Regions from separate parts of the Sus scrofa genome. Here region 2 is linked to region 1. The links are chromatin contacts, called in public HiChIP or PLAC-seq maps. All regions are on one chromosome and are shown on one strand. Each heading gives the region's core, a stretch centred on a gene start, on an enhancer-like site or on the middle of the called end of the contact. The rest is flanking DNA. Distances are from core to core; before and after follow the strand shown.

Evidence for each region. HiChIP or PLAC-seq counts read pairs in DNA pulled down with a chosen protein or histone mark.
Region 2: an H3K27ac HiChIP or PLAC-seq map of skeletal muscle shows a contact between it and region 1. The contact joins the promoter of WIPF1 here to the promoter of GPR155 in region 1. A contact is called at or near these places in 2 of 2 datasets of contacts at active chromatin or transcription factors (alveolar macrophages and skeletal muscle).

Annotation. Positions count from the first base shown.
Region 1 is chr15:80,460,511-80,463,560 of Sscrofa11.1, forward strand. GPR155 (integral membrane protein GPR155) reads right to left here and starts at 1,581. Exons shown (of 15, transcript XM_013990589.2): 1 at 1,355-1,581.
Region 2 is chr15:80,645,003-80,648,052 of Sscrofa11.1, forward strand. It overlaps WIPF1 (WAS/WASL-interacting protein family member 1), which reads right to left and starts at 1,460. Exons shown (of 9, transcript XM_021074985.1): 1 at 1,308-1,460.

The DNA of each region.
Region 1 (3,050 bases), core at 331-2,830:
TTTAGTTGTTAGCAGGAAAGGGAGAGCTCTTTATTTCTCTCAAGGTGATGGTCAAATAGCTACAGCAATGCCCAGGTTTAACTTTCAGTTAGTTGAAAACTGAGAAAAACTTAGGGAAGTAATCTGCCCCTTTCCATGAAGTTCTTTGATGTTATAAAAGCAATACCTGCTAATTAAGGGACAGAATAGCCAAAAAGCACTTACAATGTTTTATCTCATCCTAATTTTGTTTCCATCCTAATTTTGTTTCTCATCCTAATTTTGTATTATAAAAGCATTCTTTTATAATAAACAGGAGCCACAGCAAGGGAAGTTTTTTTTAAAAAAGTGCACCCAACCTTTTCATCTCATTCAAAACAAGGCTTGTTAAAGAACAAAAAAGTTGGCATGTCACAGTAAAAAACTACTCACTGGGGCAGGAGCAGAGAAATGCTCTACACTGGCCACTTCTGGCCACACATATTTGGTTTAGATAACATGGAAAAACCACTGAATCTGTAAACAACAGCTGTTAGGTGAAAATGCAGAGGAGGGTTTTGGTTGGTTTCAAAGAGAAAGCTTTAAACTCAGGCTATTTCTCTGACATCCAATATCCTCCAACACGTGGGAAAAGCGTAATAGCGCATATGGTAGGTACTGTGAAAGCACTCTTCAGCATCGCGGGGCACACCATCCACCCACTCCCATCTAGCTGCAGCGGACCAAATGTCCTCTTCAGAGACCCGGGGTGAGAAGTGATCACTGTCTCTTCCCTGGTCGCCAGGGACAGACTTTGGCCCTCTAAGATAAGGATGTGGAGAGTCCTTAACCAAACAGGCCGCCGAGAGAACAGCTGCCACCCAATGCCTAGGCAGGCAACAGTGGAAGTGAGAAGGCAACCTGGGTTCTGTGCCTGGGATTAAAAAAAAAGTTGGTTGCTCCGCTTCCCAAGAGGACAGGAGCCACAACGCATGGTGAGTGAAATGTTCCAAAAAGGGGTGAGGGAGGAAATTTGGTGCAAGGCTCCAGGTACCTCGGGAGAACCTCTCTGGATGGCATTCACTGAGGCCACCTCTCGGGATAAAGAGAAGAGTCTGAGAATGACAAGGTGGACGCACGTACAGTGAGGTGCTCCTCAAACTGGGGGATGGCAGCTCTGTCACCAAAGGAGACAAGCCTCTCTTTCCCCCGCATGTCCTAAAGGCGAGTGCCGTGGGGCAGAGGAGGGCAGGCGCAGGCAGCGGATGGCGGGCCTGGGCGCCAAGGGCGGGGCGATGCCCTCCTGCCCCGACTTGAGGGGCGAAGGCGGGGGCATCAGGGGCCTGTAAGGCCGAGCCAGGACCAGGCAGGTCAGCGACCCGGGGGCCCATCTCACCTGCGACGTCTGCAGCCCCGGGGCCGCGGGAGAAGGGAGTCGATGCTCGAGGTGGGCCAAGCAGGGAGGAAATCACCGTCATCTCCCACCCCCAGTCTTCCTAGCCGAGAGTTGCCAGCTGCTGGCTGCCGGCTGCAGCAGCTCAGTCACGTTCGGAGCTAGCGGGGTGCTGGTAAGCTGGGACTCGGTCAGCTCCTCCCCGCGCCGCCCCGCCCCGCCCCGCCTTCAGGCCCCGCCCCGTTCGGGGAACCCCTTGAGCCGCGCTCCCCGCTGCCCCACCTTCAGACTCCGCCTCCCGCCGCAAGACTCCGAGCGGCGAGGCCTTGGCCCCGCCCTCAGGCTCCGCCCCGATCGCAGAGCTGCGAAGGCCCACAGTCCGCAGCCCCGCCCCGCCATCTGCGGGCAGCCCACTAGCTAGACACCCGCGGCGGGATTTCCGGTTGCTCTACTCCCGCAAAATGGCGGCCGCCGGGGGGCATTTGCGGTTTCATTTTCCTCATCCTAAAATCAGATGCAGAAGCCTCTTGTCTCTCCGCCTGATCCCAGGCTCATGTGGTCCGCCAGTTCCTGCCTGGATTAGCCCAGTAGTTTTTATAGCGCAGTTGAAAAGCAGGGTCTTAGAGTCAGAATAGTGGATCAGAATCCTGCCTTTCCCTGGCTGTGTGACCTTGACCTTCCTAAATCAGAGATTAAAATATCTGTAAAGCTTTAGCGCTGTGCTTGTTTTAGAATAAGCACCCAGTCTCTGACTGCTTGTCTTTCTCTTCTGGTAGAAACTACATGCATATCCCTCAGGATACTGAGAGGAAAATGTATTAGTGGAAAAATGAGCAGAAACTGAAACTATAGAAAAGTTGTGAATTACCCTGTTCTCACTTCACCCTGGTTCTCTATCTTCTTAATTTTTAACAGCCTTCCTAGTTTCCCTTGAACCTGGCTCCTTTTTTTTTTTTTTTTTTTTCCTCCCGACTGTTATCTCAAAGCTGAAAGAATTTGTGTTTAGAAAGTTTGGAGATTAATTCAATAAATATTTATTGAGCTTTGACTCTTGGCAGAATACTGGAAGATAGGCCTGGAAAGGTAAGTTAGGGTGAACCTCCAGAAGGTTCTTTAGGTTAGCCTTAGAGTTTGGACTTTATCCTCTGACCACAGTAAAACCAGTGAATATTTTTTTCATGAGAACATGTCTTAGTGATCACATTATTTTTGGATATGCAGTCTGGAAGCTTTCCCAGGATTAGTTGAAAGACTGAAAGCAAGAAAAACATAACTTTGGGAAAAACCAAGACAAGAGGAAATAAAGATATACTCTGGGGTGATGATAATGGAAAGAATGGAAGAGGCTGAGAGGTATTGCAAAAGGAGAACTGAGGGGCCCGGAATACTGATAGGCTAAGAAGGGGAAGGAAATAATGAACCTGTGTATTTGCTCATCCATTACAGTAAAGAAAAGGAATTGAGCTAGCGAGATTCTTAACATCCTTACTAGTTCTAAAGTTCTACTCTTTCCTTTCATTCTATTATTTGAAGATGAAAGGAAGAAACGTTTTAAGTGGGGAAGATTGTCATTGGTCTAAGAACAGCCAGCAAGAGAATGTGAGTCTAAGTCTTCGCTGTCCTGTGAACTAACTGCTCATGAAGGTATCAGCATGTGCAAGGAGAGATTTCTAGTAGACACCTAGAGGGAAAACAGAAG
Region 2 (3,050 bases), core at 210-2,709, 180 kb after region 1:
AGTCCAAGGGTATTTCATAAAAACTGAAAATGAAAACTCTTTGGAGTTATTTTAACCGTTAACAGAAAAAGGCTTTTTCTGAGGAGGAAAAATATGCCAACGACTCAAAATGAAGCTACAGTATTGTTTTGGAATTGCCTTGGGAAACTGGCAAAAGAAAACCCACCCAGGGTGGGATTCGGTCCAGCGGCTCCGCGGCTGCACCGCCTAAAGTCTGGGACTACACTCGGCCAGTGATTGGGGGTGGAATCCAGTGACTATTCAGGGGACAACGGTGTCACACAATTTTCACAAAATGGGACCAAGTCCACCCAGTCACTGCTGACAACTTGAGAGGCTTCCCAGAGAACTGAGATAAAGTCAGCAGCCCGTGGCCCAGGAAGGAATATGTATTCCTCTGGGATTAAGCAGGACCAGAGGACCTGGCCAGGCTCGGTTCCTCACAGACACACCCTTTGTTAAGCTCCAGGAGTCCAAAGTCTAACCACGAGTTGAAGATTTGGGTCGCCCGGATTGGGTCAGCTGGTTTCTCTTACGCTTGCAACTTTCTCTAACAGTACTTTAAAAAAAGAAGAAAAAAAAAATATGTTAACAGAAAAAGTAGAGGGAGTGAGACTGAAGTGAAGCCGTTCCGAAAGTTCCGGAGAGGCCCTGGGGGGAAAAGAGCTGACGGGGACTGGACGTCCTTTAAGGTCACCGCACACATCTAACGCAAGCGTCTACACTGCCCGCAGCGCGAGGCTCAGCCTGGGGCACCCGGCGGGAGGCGAGTCTGGGAAGCCGCGTTGCGGGATGGGCACAACTCCCCTGAGAAGAAGCAGAGGCAGCTCCCTGGCAGAAACTGGCCTCGGGGTGCCCTAAAGTCTCCATTCGCCTGTCATGGGTGGGGTAGACGCGGCCCCAGCGCATCGCAGCGAAGCCCCTGCCGTGGGTACCTAAGCCGGGAGCCGGGCCGAGCCCCCGGGTGGCCGGAGATCTGCGGAGCCCAGCGGCGCGCCCAGCCCAGAAGGCGCCCGCGTCCGGACCCTCACGGTCCGCCGCCCCTTCCTTCTCTGCCCGCGGGTACTGGACGCGCAAGCCGCGGGGCCCGAGTCCGCCCCTCCCGAGACCGCGCGCCCGCCCCCGCCCGCAGCGGACGCAGCCCCGACGTCCCCGCGGCCCCCGCCCGCGCCCACCCGGCGCCGAGCCGAGATGCCCAGCCCAGCCCTCCTCGGGGTCCCTGGGGGCCTAGAGGGTCTCCACGGGCGCTGCCCTGAGTCCCCGGAACCCGGTCGCGCCCTTGGCAGCGGCAGCGGCGCGTCCCTTACCGTGCAACGGCTCCGGGCAGCTCCAGGGCCCTGCGGCGCGCCGGGCATTTTTCTTAGGGAAACTTCTCCCCGGTTCGTAGGGCTGAGCCGGCCGGGCAGGAAAAGCGCTCAGCGCCGGGAGGCTGCGACCATCCGGGAACTTCGCTGGGATGTAAACCCTCCCCCTCGGCTCCCCGTCCCCCCCGCCCCCCCTGCGGCCCCGCCGCATGTGGACGCGCCGCGAGGCCGCTGCCGGCCCTTCGCCTCCTCTCTGTGCGCCGCGCCCGCGCTGCCTGGAGCTGAGGCTCTGCGCCCCACGGCCTAGGGCCTCGACGGAGCGTGGCAGCAATGGGGCGATTGGAAGCTGGGGCTCCTGTGTCGCTCCTTCCCCTCCCCTGGGTTTGCAAAGAGGTGGGAACTGGAAGGGGTGTCCAGCTCCAGGGCCCTTTCCTCCGAAGACTCCACAGCTTCCCGCTGTCGGGGTCCCTTCACCACCGCCATCACCACCCCCGTACCCGACCCCCCGCAACCCCAAGAGAGGGAAAGACTTTTCCCGGCCTTCTCTGTCCTCAGAGAGTCCGGCTTGGAAACACCTTAAATTGAAATTCATCTTAAAAAAATGAATTTTAAAATGGAGTGGCACCCACAAAGACCCAAGGTCCACCTGCATCTTTCTCTCTGCCCACTGTGTGGGGACAGCAGTGCTCGTCTTATGGAAAGAAGGCAAGTCCCCCCACCAAGAACCAGCAGGATTCTCTGAGTAGTTCCACTCCTAGTAGGGATGTAGCTAATCAGCCACCCACATCCTCAAATATGGTAGCACCAGCAGCAAACAGTTGGAGAAACCTGAGGTTCTACGCCATTGCCGGAGCTGTTACTGACCAGCTCTGAAAGCGGCCACCTCCAGGATCCAAGCACAAGCTCACACTAAGACAACACAGATGTTAGAATCTATGTGTTTGAAAAGAACAACAAATTGTGATCGATATAATAACCATGTAATCATATTACATGGTTAAAATGTTAAACCATTAAAATGGTTTTCATGTTTATTCATGTTAAAATACCAAGGCTGTATATCCCTCGAATAAAAGCAGGACAGGTGGGAATACATGCACTTCAGAATGGATGTCCTAGCTTGAAGAGGCCCTTCATCCTTGACTTTAGGCTGTCTGCTTGTAGGCCAGTCCCCATGTGCACCTTTGCACCTTGACATGCTCTTAACAGATACAATAATTCTTCTGGGAAAGAGATTTAGTAACATGGGTAAACTTCTCAATGACAAACTTTTGTCCCTGAATGAACCCATCTTTGGGTAAGCTTTTCTTTTTCAGCCATTTCCGTGGTGATATGCATGTTATGTTTTACATAAAATGAAGACAAGCCATTGCATATGTCAACGTATTATTCCAGACTTGGAAAAAAAACCAAAGCATTTATCACAAGGTGTCATGAAAGTTAAAAGCCCGGGAGCTGCCTCCTACCAGCCCTCTAAGCCTCAATTTGTGCTTCAGTCAAATAGGAATAACAATAGCTCTTAGCCTTTTAGGAATGTTGTGAGGATTAAATGTGATAATCCCTCTAAAGATGAGCAGAGCAACAGCACACAGGTAGAACAGCAATTTTCACTTATCTTTAATTCCCCAAAGCCCAGTAGAGCTCCTGACAACTTTTAAACAATTGATTAAATACTGGTTGGGATAAGAACTCATGTCTTCCAAAAATCCATGTAAATTTTGCATTAGTACACACAAAAGAAAATTA